2 separate regions of the Sus scrofa genome follow, and region 1 is linked to region 2. A link is a contact called in public Hi-C data. All regions are on one chromosome and are shown on one strand. Each heading gives the region's core, a stretch centred on a gene start, on an enhancer-like site or on the middle of the called end of the contact. The rest is flanking DNA. Distances are from core to core; before and after follow the strand shown. Region 1 overlaps TTLL5 (tubulin polyglutamylase TTLL5). Region 2 overlaps TTLL5 (tubulin polyglutamylase TTLL5).

Region 1 (7,101 bases), core at 4,484-6,983, 220 kb after region 2:
TCCCAAGTGGCAGATGTCCGCTGGGGGCGAAGGGACCACCTGGGCACCTAAGCCACCACCAGGCTCTCTAAGTGCTCCGCAAACCACCTTGCTCTGTACCCACCAATCAGTGTTTCCCTCACTTCTCTAGTGATACGAACCCCCTGGACCCCTGGGCTCCTATGAAATGCCTAGGTTCTCAAGGCCTGTCCCAGATCACGGAGTCAGAGGCTCCGAGGGAAGGCCTGGAAAGTCACACCAGGTGATTCCTGTCAAGGACATTTGGCGAACACTGCTTCACCACCACCACCACCAACACACACATACACACGCACGCACGCACGCACACTTTGGCCATTCAAAGGCCCTTTCTCCCTTAGAATTATTAAATAGGCCATTTCTTCCCTGTGAAAAGCTCTTCCCTGTTCCCTACTGTGGGCTCACGCCTGCTTCTCACTTCATGACTTGGCTAAAGTATGATTTCCTCAGAAAGGCCAACCTTGACCACTCTCCTCACCATCTAAATCAGGTTCCCTGTTTCATTCTCTCCTAACACCCTGCGCTGCTTTTCCTTAGCATGTATCACAGTTTATATCTTATGTGGTTGCCTAGTGTCTGCCTGCTCACTGGTACTGAGCACAGGGAATGCTTAATAAGTATGTTTTGCGTGAGTGAATAAATGGAAAAAATAGTGTTGGGAGAGGGTGCCTAAGGTTGGAGTAAATGCTGCTCAACAAATAAAGCAGTGAGTATATGAGAACCTTAATCACCCAGGTAAAATTTTTACACACCAGCTAAAATCAGATAGATGAGCCCAACAATTAAGTATTGTCATGGGGCAGTGGGTCAGATTATTTCAAAAAAATGCTTATTGGAGTTCCTGTCATGGCGCAGCAGAAACGAATCCAACTAGGAACCATGAGGTTGTGGGTTCAATCCCTGGCCTCATTCAGTGGGTTAAGGATCCGGCATTGCCATGAGCTGTGGTGTAGGTCACAGATGCATCTCTCGGACCTGGCGTTGCTATGGCTGTGGCTGTGGCATAGGCCAGAGGCTACAGCTCTGATTAGACCCCTAGCCTGGGAACTTCCATATGCTGCGGGTGCAGCCTTAAAAAGACTAAATAAATAAATAAATAAATACCTAAGGTATACAAAATGCAATATTGGGAGCTACAGGCAGAACAGTGAATAAGATTAAAACAACCTCTGTCTTTATGGAGCATATAATTCCAGCAAGAATGACAGATATTAAGCAACCAGTTACACAGTCTTAGAATTTTGATAAATGCAATGAACGAATTACAAAGCTGTGAGAGCCTATAGCAGAGAAACCTGGCATGGTCTGTAGGACATCAAGGTAGTCATAGAATTTCTAAAACACGAGCCTGGGAGATCTGTGCCCAAAGAGTCTAATATTCTTTGTCCTATCTCTTGCCAAAGGTGGCATGAGGACAGCTGCCCCCAAATAACGGTTTCTCGGCCTCGGCACCATGGACATCTTGGGCTAGAACATTTCTTTGTTTGGGGACACTTTCCAGTGCTCTGTAGGAAAGGTGTAGCATCTTTCCTGGCTTCGACCCACTAGGCTCCACAAGCTATGACAACTACAAGTGCCTCGAAATTGCCAAATGTCCCTTGTGGGAGGGTGAGAGTAGGGGACAAATCTGCCCCTCCTCCTTCCCCCAGTAGAGAATCACTATCCTCAGATTTGCCCGCTACCCTCACCCTCCCACGAGGGGCATTTGGTAATGCTGAGACATTTGTGGTATCATACAAGATATGATTTATCCAAGTCAATACCAAGAACTTAATTTATTCATTTAATAAGCAAATATTGGTGGAGTGCGTCTCAGGTTCCAGGCATTGTTCTAAACACTGGGGACACAGTAGTGATCAAAGTCTGGGCTTTCTTGAAGCTACATTCCAGTGTGGAGAGGTGGACAATCAGTTTTCAGATACATAACCTTTCAGAAGAAGGGGATGGATTGATCGTATAAGTCCTTTCTCGTGAGATGACATCTGGTCTTGAAAGAAGCAAGGGAATGAGTAGCAATGCCGAGAGCAAGAGGCAGAGCCATTGGAGGGCCTGGACTTGACCTCGCTTTCTCTCTGCAGCTCTAACAAGCTGCTTGTGTTTCAGAGGATCCTCCACGGAAGGGCAGCTGAGTGGACTCCAGAGCAGCCTTAATCTGCAGCCTTCGTGCCCATCACCAGCTCCGCAGGTGAGTTCCAGGCCAGACAGCGGGGAGGGGCTGGGCTGCCTCTGAAGAGAGCGCCAGTCCACAGTACGAAGCATCCAGGTTTCTGAAGCATTGGCAAATGGGTGTTTTGTTCCTTTCTTCTTTCAAACGATACCGACATTTTAGGAGTAAATGGTTTTCCAGAACTGGTTTGGGATATTTGGAATTTCCCAGTCTGGTAGAATGTCAGCAGGTTTGCAGCAATTAGTAAAAATGCCTTGTTCGACTGGTGTTTTACTGTTTCTATGGTTTTTCCGCATGTGGGGTCTCTCGCTAAATCCTCACTGCACCTTGTGAGGTCTAACCTCGTCCCTCCGCATGAGGAATCAGAGGCTCAGAAAGTCAAGGGGCCTGTGGGAGATGCTCCATGGATGCAGATCCAGAGCTGTGGTCTGATGTGCATCCTGTCATGCTGATGTCACGGTCTGTTGCCAGGTAGTTGCTAAGGGCCTCTCAGTGGAGGTGCAGGGATAGTTTTCTGTGAATAATAATTTAGAAAAATACTCAAATAGCTATTCAGAAAATTGAAAGCAAATCACTTGGATTCAATTCAACAAATACTTATTTTTGAGCCTTCTTGAGAAAGTAGCATGTTGGGCACTGAGGCACGTAAGGTGAACCAGACAGCCCCTGCCCTGGGGAGCCTGGGAGGGGGGACTAGCAGGCACTGGGGACTCAGAATAATAGACAGAGTTGGCTGAGCGCTTGCTATGTGTCAGGCACAGTCCTGAATGCTTTACATGTCACAACTCATTTGTTCACAAAATGGGCGTATAATATAGGAGCTGTGTTCCCCATTTCATGGCTGAAGCAATAAAGGCACAGATTATGAAATGCACTTAAAACCTCCCAGCTGGGAGTTCTCACTGTGGTGCAACAGGATCAGTGGTGTCTCTGGAGTGCTGGGACTCAAGTTGGATCCCTAGCCCGGCACAGTGGGTTAAGGATCCTGTGTTGCACTGGCTGCAGTGTAGGTCACAACTACGGCTCTGATCCAGATACCTGGCTCAAAAGGGAAGTCCCTATGCCACGTGGTGGCCAAAAAAGAAAAAGATAATAATAATAAACAAGTAAAACCTCGCAGCTAGTAAATGGTGGGGCAGTATTTGAAGCCAAGCAACCTGGCCCAAGCGCTTTAGGGATTGGGGCGGGCTTCCTAGAGGAATAAGCATCTTTGCGGGAGTCTGACTATGGACAGGTCAGCCAGGAGAGTTGGGGATGTGGGGTGGAACAGTGTGGGAAGGGAGCTGGTGCTGACCTCAGGGGTCAGTGTGGCTGGGGACCAGGGATGAGCAGGGAGTGGCAAGAGGCTGTAGAGGTACAAGGTCAGCCTCTAAGCCGTGGAGGGAGCTTGTTCCTGAGAGCAGTGGGGAGCCGTGAAGGAGTTTAAGGCCCAGCTGCGAGGGGGTGTGTGTGTGACCCAGTACACCTTAAAATGACCAGGCTCGCTGAGGAGTCTGATTACTTTGACGGTATCATGAGGCTACTTACATCTGCATCATAGGCTTACTCTGAGAGCCAAAGGAAGCAATATAAAGAGAACGGCACTATTACTGCATCTGAGTCAGATAATCCTATGAGAAGAGTAGATTTTATTCTCCACTTAAACTTTTTGAATCTGAATTCAAAATATATCTGATGGGAGTTCCTGTCGTGGTGCAGCAGAAACAAATCCGACTCGGAACCATGAGGTTGTGGGTTCAATCACTGGCCTCGCTCAGTGGGTTAAGGATCCGGCGTTGCCATGAGCTATGGTGTAGGTCGCAGATTCGGCTCAGATTTGGTGTGGCTCTGGCTGTGGCTGTAGCCAGCAGCCGTAGCTCTGATTAGACCCCTAGCCTGGGAACCTCCATATGCCATGGGTGCAGCACTTAAAAAAAAAAAAAAAAAAAAAAAAAAAGATACATCTGATTGTGATGAGTGTATAGTCTACCCCCGTCAGGGGACCCCAAAAGAATTACTAAAACACTGCAGTTATTTTTAAGGAAGTTAAATTTCCACCTGGAACTCGTACGGCCTGAGAAGTGTGGCTAAGATAACCTGGGACTGGTTGCAAGGGTCTCCATGAGATACAGCAGTGAGGGCCCCTGCAGCTCTTCACATTTGCTGAGGCTGGACAGGTGTACAAAGCTTGGCAGATCCAGGAAGCCTGCTCATTTTATTTACATGTCTAATTGGTAAATTAAGTACATAATTGAACTCTTTGCATGCACTCTGGCTGAGGAAGGGGGAAATTTGAGGGGCCACGTTGGTCATGCTTTCAGCATCTTGATCATGAATTAATATTTACTGATTGTTGGCGTTACTTAGAAGTTTTTATAACAGTTGTACTGAATTTGTGATGAAAACAGAGCAAGGAGGAGTTCCCGTCGTGGCGCAGTGGTTAACGAATCCGAGTAGGAACCATGAGGTTGCGGGTTCTGTCCCTGGCCTTGCTCAGTGGGTTAAGGATCTGGCGTTGCCGTGAGCTGTGGTGTAGGTTACAGACGCGGCTCGGATTCTGCGTTGCTGTGGCTCTGGCGTAGGCCAGTGGCTACAGCTCCGATTTGACCCCTAGCCTGGGAACCTCCATATGCCGCGGGAGCGGCCCAAAGAAATAGCAAAAAGACAAAAAAAAAAAAAAAGAAAAAAAAAAAGAAAACAGAGCAAGGAGAAGTTCTTCTTCTTTTGTCTCTAAATAACTCTAGACCTCTAAAAAGTCCGTCGAACGTATTTCTCTTCTGTGACTTTCCCGGTGTTCCTGATCCTTAAAGAAATACTGATGAACATGATGTAGCAAGGCTCAGGCATTTTCCACATTCCCAATAAAACACTTAGCAATATAATAATAACTAACCTTATTAGAACTATTTATAAAGCTAGAAATAACTCCCTGACACGTCAGCATTTCAACTACAAATTATGTTCTTCTCTATTACACATAGATTTAAAGGTGTTCTTCTAGGGGTTCAGAAGAGTATCCTATAAAAAGGAGAAGGTTAGGTTGCTTTTTAAAACATTTTTCTTTAAACCTACAAGAGGGAAAAACAACCCCCATAATAAGTCAAAAAGTTTACACGTCTCTCTGAGTTGGGAAGTTCTGCCTGTATAGGAATCACTAGACTGACTATGAAAGGTATTTAGCCCTGTCTGGTCAAGTTAACTCAGTTATTGAGTCCATGAATATAGCAAAAGTCTGTTTCCTGACCCCTTGACCCTCCCCCAAGTCTAGCCAAGCAGGCCTTAAAGCTGTGTGACCTTGTTCAGCAGGCAGTCTGAATGAGATAGTGGTTCATCCCAGGGCACTGTTGAAAAACAACTCGGAGTCCTTTCCTGCTGATGGTGGCTTAGTGACATTCTTCTTATTATGAACATTAAATGAGGTAGTGAATGTGAAAGCCCTTAGCAGAGTGCCTGGAATGCTCCATGAATGTTACTTTCCTTGACTTCCCTACCTCAGGCTATATATTCTGTGTTTGCTATAGAAGGGAAGGTGTAGAGTCAGCAAATTTGGAAATTTGAGAAGGAAGCTGGAGTGAGGGCCTCTGGCTCAAAGCCAAAGCCATTGGCCTTCCTTCTTTATAACCATGGTGTTCTTCTTGAGTTCTGAAGTGATGATAGTGAACTAAAATAGCAGAGAGCAACAGATTAGATAACTGGCATTTCTCTCGTGCTGATTTGATGGCGTAAACTACCGTTGCTGTAGGGCCTGAAGCATCCCAGCTGCCCTCATCCCTGGCCCTTAGCTTCCGCCTAAGCTTTTCCTGTCCTGGAGCCCAGCCTCTACATGCTCCCCTCCCCCCAACTGTGGTGTTTTTTTGTTTGGTTGGTTGGTTGGTTTTTGTTTTTTTAACTCTTTTATTGATCTATAGTTGGAGAAAGGGACCTTACACTTTTTGAACACCGATGCTGGATTTCATTTAGGGAAAGTGAGAAGCAGTGCCTTGTTAAGTGTTTGTCATTTGGGGCCCTGAAAAAATCCACTGTAGGTTTAGGCTCTTTGCATGGGAACGAGGCAGCAGCAGGTCAGGGTGCCTCTGCCTGCTCACATTATCAGTGAGACAACAAGAAAAAGGAACTCATTTTAATATAAAGTAAACCCAGTGGAGCTTAAACCCTAAGGACCTAGAAATCACTCTGACTTTCAAGTGAAATTATTTTCCTGGCAGCTCTCGGCAGAATGACCTATTTTTACTGTAATATTCTTGTTCTTTTCACATGTATTGTATACCTTTTGGAGATCTGGGGCGGCTTAAGAATAATAGATTAATAATAAAAATAAATAAAGCTCTTGAGATGCTCACCCTGGTGTCTTATACCCTCTGCTGTGCCCCAAACGTTCTTCTCTCCCCAGAACCCAAGGGACAAGAGTTTGGGCTGATTACCCACTTTTATGTTGTTAGAAAGCAAGAGAGAAAGGATAGATTCGGTGTTTGGGGCACCAACATCAGGGAAAACGATGATCCCCTAAAACCTTGCTTGACCGCTTGTCCTTTCAGCCAAGATCAAATAAAGTGTTAAGTAGGGGTTTTTTGTTTTTTGTTTTTTTTACATTTTTCAGGATCTTTGGAAGCTCCCCAAATTGTTTTCGCCAGATCCAAACCCTTGCCCACACAATCTGGAACTCTTGCTACAGTTATAGGACAGAGAAAATCAAAGTCGGTGAAGTCAGGGCCAATTTAAGGTAACAGTAAGAAATAAAAGCATAGTTTTTTATTATAACTTGCTGACTTTATACCACAGCAAGAGATTTAATAGCTATCAAGAGAAGTGATAGTTTCTCAAAATGACAAGGAAATTGACATTTTATAAAACAAAGCTCAGGCAGGACTCTCCAAAACCGTGGATCAGTTAAGCTACCACTGGCTTGCTTCTGTATTGACCTACCAGTAGGTGGCGCT
Region 2 (7,242 bases), core at 647-3,146:
CCTCTCTGTTGGTAAAATCTGGCATAGTTTTAAAACCTCAGTGGTTCAGATGCAAAGTGATTCAGATTGCAATACCAATATTTATTATAAAATTTACTACAGACATGCAAGTGCTCTGGCTATTGGCTGTGTGTGGGAAGTCAGAACCCACTGAATTGAGTGACTCTGTTCTCATGCCTCCAGCAGGAACTGAGTATGTGTCCATAATTTTTTTTAGTGGATGCTTTTTCTCAGAATAATTTGGAAAACAGCTTTTTTAAAACTTGGATTAAATTGAACCAAAAAATATGAATTTTCAGGGCTTTGGCTCATTTTACCTAAAAGCATAGGTGAATAATAAAGCTTTACAAGAGGATAATACATTATGACAGGCTATTAGCCAGTCCTGCAAGGGTGCATTGCTCTGTGCAATAACTTCCATGCGCCTAAGTTGCTGTGTCTTAACCGCTGTGTATCTTGGCGTTCCTCTGCTTCTTTTTAATCCGCAGAATCCGCTCGATTGTGTCATTACTCTCAACAATAGTCTACAGCATCTCCAGATCTGCAGTCTCTAGTAACCTTGGGTCACGTGTGTTTTATATGGACATTACTGAAGATAATCAGTTTGGGATGAGATCACTCAAACATTTTACTTTGAGGCTCAACAAGGAAAACCATCATCTTTCCTAAAGAGACAGAACTGGCAGCAGTGTCATTGGTCTCCTTTTTTAGAACCCGTATCATTTCTGTTTGGGGCCTCAGAAGTCATGCTTAGGTGACGGAAAGGTTAAGTTCATTTCATAAGACGGTTCTGTGAAGTAAGAATTTTGTGTAAATTCTTTACCTTCTTAGATTTACTAAAGCAAAAGACCCTAAATGCTTTTTTTCTAGACTAGTAATTTCAGTTGTCCTTGTCTTATTAACATGGGAAGTAGAAAAACTCTCTTCTTCTTATATGTGGACAAAATATTGAGACGTTTTAAAAAATGGTGTCAGTAGTATTTGAGTCCAGTGTTTTGCCCCTTCCTGCTTTTTGACTTTCCTCGTATGTTGTTGTTTGGCACCAGCAGGGGACACTCCGGTTTCCAAAGAGGGGTGCTGTTCTCTACCAAAATGGTGCAGGCTCTTTTTCCTTTCAGAGGTGGAATCCAGAAAGACTTTGTCCTGGATTTTACAGTTTTAGGTGGATCCAGTATGTGGTCTAAACCATTTGTGAAGGCCCTTTTTGAGACAAAGCTAACAGCCAAATTTTCGCTGAAAGAGGAAAAATAAAAAGTTGAAAAAGAAAGTTAAAACAAAATTGAGTTGAAAACCAAATGTGCTGTCAGAGACCCAAAGCTAGGTAGCGCTAGCAACTGGGGTGGGGTGGGGGGGATGAAAGAGCCCATCCAGGGAACTGGGGGAGCTCCACCCACACGGCGGAGGTGGGAGAAGGGGATGCCGAGAAGGCCCGAGGAGGCCCCGGTTGGTCTGGTCGGGGACTGCCTCTCTTTGGCCTCAGCCATATTATTCAGTGGAAACTCAGAAAAGATCCCGAAGCATTTGTAATGCCTCTCCCTTGCTCCCCGCCCCCAGTTCCTTCTTCAGTAGCCTTCCTTGCTAATTAACACTGGCTCCGCAGGGATATTTACCTTTTCTCTGCTGGATTCCTGTGGTTTTGAAAGAATTCAGGTACTTGCCGGTTGCCAAGGAATTCAGATTACCTCACGGGCTGCACACTGTCCAGAATCTGCCACAGCAGCAGGAGGAGGGGAGAGACACCGACAAGGGGGAGAAAACCCTCTCCAGCGCTCATTGTCACCCTCCCTGGCAGGCCCTTGCTGTTTGTGAAGTTTGAGTCATTTCTGGCTCTGAGGACCAGGGGATCAGGCTGGTAATCCCCTCCCAGACGGCTCCGCAGGGCGCTGCCTCGTCACTGCAGCACTTTGGCAGTCTCCCGGCCGCAGCTGGTTGACAGCAGATCAGAGAGCTCTTGGGCCTCTTGTTCTCTTCCATAAGATTTTTCTGGGTCAGGGCAGGATGAAACCCAGTGGCTCCTGGCACGGCTGCCTGAGGCGCTGTCTCTTGATCCTCCAGGCCTTTGTGGCTCTGAATGGCTACACCTGCTGAAAGATAACGTGTCCGCCACAGCCAGGGTCTCCTCAGAGCTGCCCTCCCCTTACTTTGTGTGTTTGCAGTGAATGTTTGTTAGAATAAATGTGTGGTTTAACTATCCTCCATCTAGACTCTCAGGGACTGACTGTGGTCTCGTGTTCATAGAACAAAGGAGAGGTGAAAGGACCCCACTAACTGTGTTTTCCTTCCCGTTTGAGGTCCATGTAGTAGAGCTCCTGAACCAGCAACTCAGGTGTGGTTTCATTTAGTGCCTGTCAGGTACCTACTGTATGTCTAACAGCGAGACCCTTCCTTCACACACACACACACACACACACACACACTCACTCACTCAAGAGTTTTAGACAAATTATTACCATTGTCTTCATTCTCATTGAGAAACATTCGAAAGCAAAAAGAAAATACAGCTTTTGATTTAAGAATTTATTGTCAGAGGAGTTCCTGTTGTGGCTCAGTGGGTTATGAACCCGACTAGTATCCATGAGGATGCGTGTTCAATCCCGGGCCTCGCTCAGTGGGTTAAGGATCTGACGTTGCCATGAGCTGCGGTATAGGTTGCAGATGAGGCTCAGATCCCATGTTACTGTGGCTGTGGGATAGACCTGTAGCTGTAGTTCCTAACTGACCCCTAGCCTGGGAACCTCCATGTGCCATGGGTGTGGCCCTAAAAAGCAAAATAAAAAGAATTTATTGTCTATTAGAATAAAGATAATCTAATATGTTTTAGTGTGTACCAAAAAAAAAAAAAAAATGGACGTATAGTTCTCTACTCATCAGTAGGTTGTGAAATAGTACCCAGAGTTTCTGATTTGGCAAAAAAAGTAGAGTTCCCCCCCACCTTTTTTTTCTTTCTCTCTCTTGCTCCCTCTCCCTGCCCCCCCCCCCCTTTTTAGGCTTAAAGGTCAAGGCTATGAAATTCTGTCTTGAGAGCTTTTCCTAAAGCTTGATTTCATTAAGGAGGTGGTTCAAGACTCAATTCCTCATGTAAATTTCAGTATGTGTGTTAGGAGAAGTATTTGCAAACTTGGTCCTAGGCTAGCTAGTAGAGAATTACCACTTTTAGGTTGTTTCTAATAAAAGAATTGTGTTGATGCTTTCAGACCTAACTAGGATGAAATATGAAATGTGAAGATCTAAATCACAAATCGCAAACCTCAGTGTTCACAAGGACATTGACTAAACAGCTGGCTAGGTGGAGACTGGAGAACCAGAGCTCACATGTACCATCTAAAGGGCATTTACTATTCAGTGGCAACAAGTCTGTGATGCATGGTGGTGCTGTGATCTGAATGTGACCTCCCAGGTTTACATATTAAAATCCTAACTCTCAAGGTGGTGTTATTTGAAGGTGGGAGTTGTTTTTTTTTTGTTGTTGTTGTTGTTGCTATTTCTTGGGCCGCTCCTGCGGCATATGGAGGTTCCCAGGCTAGGGGTCCAATCGGAGCTGTAGCCACCGGCCTATGCCAGAGCCACAGCAACGAGGGATCCGAGCCGTGTCTGCAACCTACACCACAGCTCACGGCAACGCCGGATCGTTAACCCACTGAGCAAGGGCAGGGATTGAACCCGCAACCTCATGGTTCCTAGTCGGATTCGTTAACCACTGCGCCATGACGGGAACTCCCTGAAGGTGGGCGTTTTGAGAGGTAATTAGGTCATGAGGGTGGAGCCCTCGTGAATGATTAGTGCCCTTTTATAAAAGAGCCCTGGAGAAATTTCTCACCCTTTCTGCCCTGTGAGGGCACAGTAAGAAGGTGCTGTCTATCTGCCTGCATCTTAGTCTTGGACCTCAAGCCTCCAGAACTATGAGAACTAAATTCCTGTTGTTTATAAACTACATAGTTTATAGTATTTTGTTATAGCAGCCCAAATGGACTAAGATAGGTAGTATTGCCAGATCTTCTGGTTTTTTAAGGCTGAAAAATCTAGATTTTTATTGAGAAACTTACTTTTGTTTTTAAACGTTTAATTTTGAAACCATTTCAAAGTTAAAGAAAACCTGTAAAAATAGTATTTTGTCTAGAGACACATTCAAATTCGACCAACTGTCCTGATAGTGTTCTTTATAGCAGAAGGATCCAAATCCAGGGTCACATGTTATATTTAGTTGCCGAGTCTCTTTAGTCTCTTTGCTCTGAAACATTAACTCAGTCTTTCCTTGACTTTTATGACTTCATTATTATTATTTTTTTCTTTTTTTATGGCTGCACCCGAGGCATATGGAAGTTCCCAGGCTAGAGATCGAATTGGAGCTACAGCTTCAGGCCTATGCCACAGCCACAGCAACGCGGGATCCGAGCTGTAAGTGTGACCACAGCTCATGGCGATGCGGATCCGTAACACACTGAGTGGGGCAAAGGATCGAACCGTCATCCTCATGGATGCTAGTTGGGTTCGTTTCCCCTGAGCCACAGTGGAACTCTATGACTTCAGCAGTTTTGAAGATTTAGGGTAGTCATTTTGTAGAATGGCCCTCAATTTGGGTTTGTCTGATTTTTTTTCATAATGAGATTCACAGTAAATATTTTTGCCTAGGATGTTACGGAAGCGATGCTGTGTTCTCATTGCCTGATTTCGAATGGCACATAACTGTTTAGTGGTGTTTGACCGCTTGATTAAGAGGATATCTGCTTTAAAAATTTGGTTGTGATGATTGTTGTACACTTGTAAATGTAATAAAATTCATTAAGTAATTAAACAAAGAGAAAAAAAATGAAGGTTAAATTAAGACTTTCCCAAATAAAAATAAAACAGAATTTGTTTCTAGTAGATCCATCTTATAAGAAATACTGAAAATAGTTCTTCAGGCTGAAAGCAAGTAACCCCAGAATTTAATTTAAATCTACATAAAAAAACAAAATTAATAAAGATAATTTATATAATTTTAAAAAACGAGGATATCTGCCAGATTTCTCCACTGCAAAGTTACTTTGTTGTCCCCTCTGCAATTAATATCTTATGAAGAGATACTTTGAGACCTTGCAAAATCTCACCCTTCATCATTTTCACCCAGTAATTTTAGTATGTATTGACCTTTCTTGCCTGGATGAATTATTTCCATGGTGGTGATTTTCTAATCCACCATCAGATGATGATTTTCTAGTCCTATCATTCCTTTTTAGTATTTGGCATTTTACTCCCAGGAGTTTTCTTTCCATCTTGTTTATTTATTTATATCCACCAATGTGGACTTAAGGATTCTTGTGTTATGTAATGGGTTATAATCCTTTACTGTAATGATTTACTTCGATGCCCAAATTGTCCCAGATTTGGCCAATGGCAGCCCCTTTAAGCTGGCTTTTGTGTCCTTTTGACTTGTCCCCTTATTCTTTGAGCACAGGAAATTTCAGGTTCATCTTCTTTTCTGCCCCAGCCCTGAATCAGCCCTTTTCTCCAAGGAGCAGTGGTTGCTTATAATGGAAGATACTATTGAGAAATCGAGATCTAGTGCTAGAAACAGTCAGTGTTCTGGGGTGTCTCTGTTCTCAGGTCCTCGCAGTGGAGAGACCTAGAAAGCGTGTGTGTGGATATACCTACATGTACGTATACATTACACGTACAAACTTACATCTTATTTATTTCTATGTCACTGTGTTGAAGAGCAGGGGTTCATACTCATGCCTCCAATTCTAGCTCAAAACCATAGGGTTCATACTAGTTTTTTCCCTTTTCATGTTTTTTTTCTTTTCTCCAAAAGTGAGAAATCTGACTTCCATTATCTTCAACATATTTATTTACTCAATTGTATGCAGCGGCTCTCCTGACCTCCCTGTCACCCCTCCATTCAGATGTCCTCCTTGTGTGGACTTGGCCCCCTGTGGGGCCACCACCCTGCTTGGATAACCTCCTTGTACTGGGCTGCCTTCCCATGCTGTCTACCACTTCCTCACATGGGCCCTGGCTGCCATCAGGCTTCAGGAAGGAACATCTGAATTTTAAATGTTGGCCAAATGGGAGTTCCCTGGTGGCCTAGAGGTTAGGACTAGCCACTTTCATCACTGCGAACCTAGTTCAGTCCCTGGTATGGGAACTGAGATCGCACCTCAAGTGACAGCATGCCACAGCAGGGGGAAAAAAAATCTGGCCAAGTTATTCAAGTTTAAAACAAAAACAAGAAAATCTTTGTGAATTAATCAGAACTTGATTAGTAGGCCAGATCTGAGACTAGTGGAACCTCTGATCTAGAAACTAAGAAAAAAATGTTGGAAAATGGTGACCAGAGATGAATATGGTCTGTTTGATACAGATTTGAGTGAGAACCATTAGATTCCTCCTGGACTGGGGGGAGGGATGAGTGTTTACACCTGCCTCTCCTCTCTCCGTGCTCTTCTCCCTTCTATGTGGGGACTGAAACAGTGCAGCACTTCGGCCCCTTTGGGTGCCATTTCCACTGAACTGAGGTTTTCTGTTTTTATTTTCTCTAATTCTTTTTTTTTTTTGTCTTTTATCTTTTGTTGTTGTTGCTATTTCTTGGGCCGATCCCACGGCATATGGAGGTTCCCAGGCTAGGGGTCCAATCGGAGCTGTAGCCACCAGCCTATGCCAGAGCCACAGCAACGCGGGATCCGAGCCGCATCTGCAACCTACACCACAGCTCACGGCAACGCCGGATCGTTAACCCACTGAGCAAGGGCAGGGACCGAACCTGCAACCTCATGGTTCCTAGTCGGATTCGTTAACCACTGCGCCACGACGGGAACTCCTTTTCTCTAATTCTTACTTCTTACCTTTTTTTTTTCTCTGTAGAACTGTAACATTAATAATGTTGTCCTTACTGATTTTCAGAATATAAATGCCCCAGCAAAAAGGAAGACTAGGAAGAGGAAAGATGACAGATGTGTTGGATACCAGTTTATAGTTTGCCCCTAAGCCTTTTCACGTTGTTGACCAAATTAGATCAGGTACTCATGTTTAGAAGAGATGAAAAGCCTCTTTCTCTGAAGCAGAACCTTTTCCTTCCCTCTAAATCATTATTTTGGGGGAGAGATGGCAGGAGGTATGTCACTGTGAGGTAATGTCTGGTTGAGGCAGGCAGCCTCTGTGGGGCCTGCATGGGCCCCCTTCGCATTTCACAAGAATTCAGAGAATGACTGTTTCCCGCTTGATTGGAGAATCTCTGAAGAAGGAGGATTGGGATATATAAATAAG

The links. Hi-C and Micro-C count contacts between places; a contact is called where the count stands out from the background.
Region 1: a contact with region 2 is called in a Hi-C map of liver, with 1.7 times the contacts expected there. The contact joins two enhancer-like sites. A contact is called at or near these places in 13 of 47 Hi-C or Micro-C datasets (alveolar macrophages, embryonic fibroblasts, epiblast stem cells and 7 more) and 1 of 2 datasets of contacts at active chromatin or transcription factors (skeletal muscle).

What each region holds. Positions count from the first base shown.
Region 1 is chr7:99,075,343-99,082,443 of Sscrofa11.1, forward strand. It overlaps TTLL5 (tubulin polyglutamylase TTLL5), which reads left to right. Exons shown (of 32, transcript XM_021099539.1): 31 at 2,122-2,203; 32 at 6,762-7,101. The coding sequence ends at 6,842. Among named protein-coding and RNA genes, the nearest start is that of TGFB3, 75 kb to the right of the region's middle. Within about 2 kb of position 5,734, at least 16 of the 83 cell types and tissues checked have an H3K27ac peak or open chromatin away from gene starts, as enhancers often do. A contact at or near this core is called in fetal skeletal muscle and liver, where this site is marked.
Region 2 is chr7:98,863,110-98,870,351 of Sscrofa11.1, forward strand. The region is part of intron 9 of TTLL5 (tubulin polyglutamylase TTLL5); the gene reads left to right. Among named protein-coding and RNA genes, the nearest start is that of TTLL5, 44 kb to the left of the region's middle. Within about 2 kb of position 1,897, at least 59 of the 83 cell types and tissues checked have an H3K27ac peak or open chromatin away from gene starts, as enhancers often do. A contact at or near this core is called in fetal skeletal muscle and liver, where this site is marked.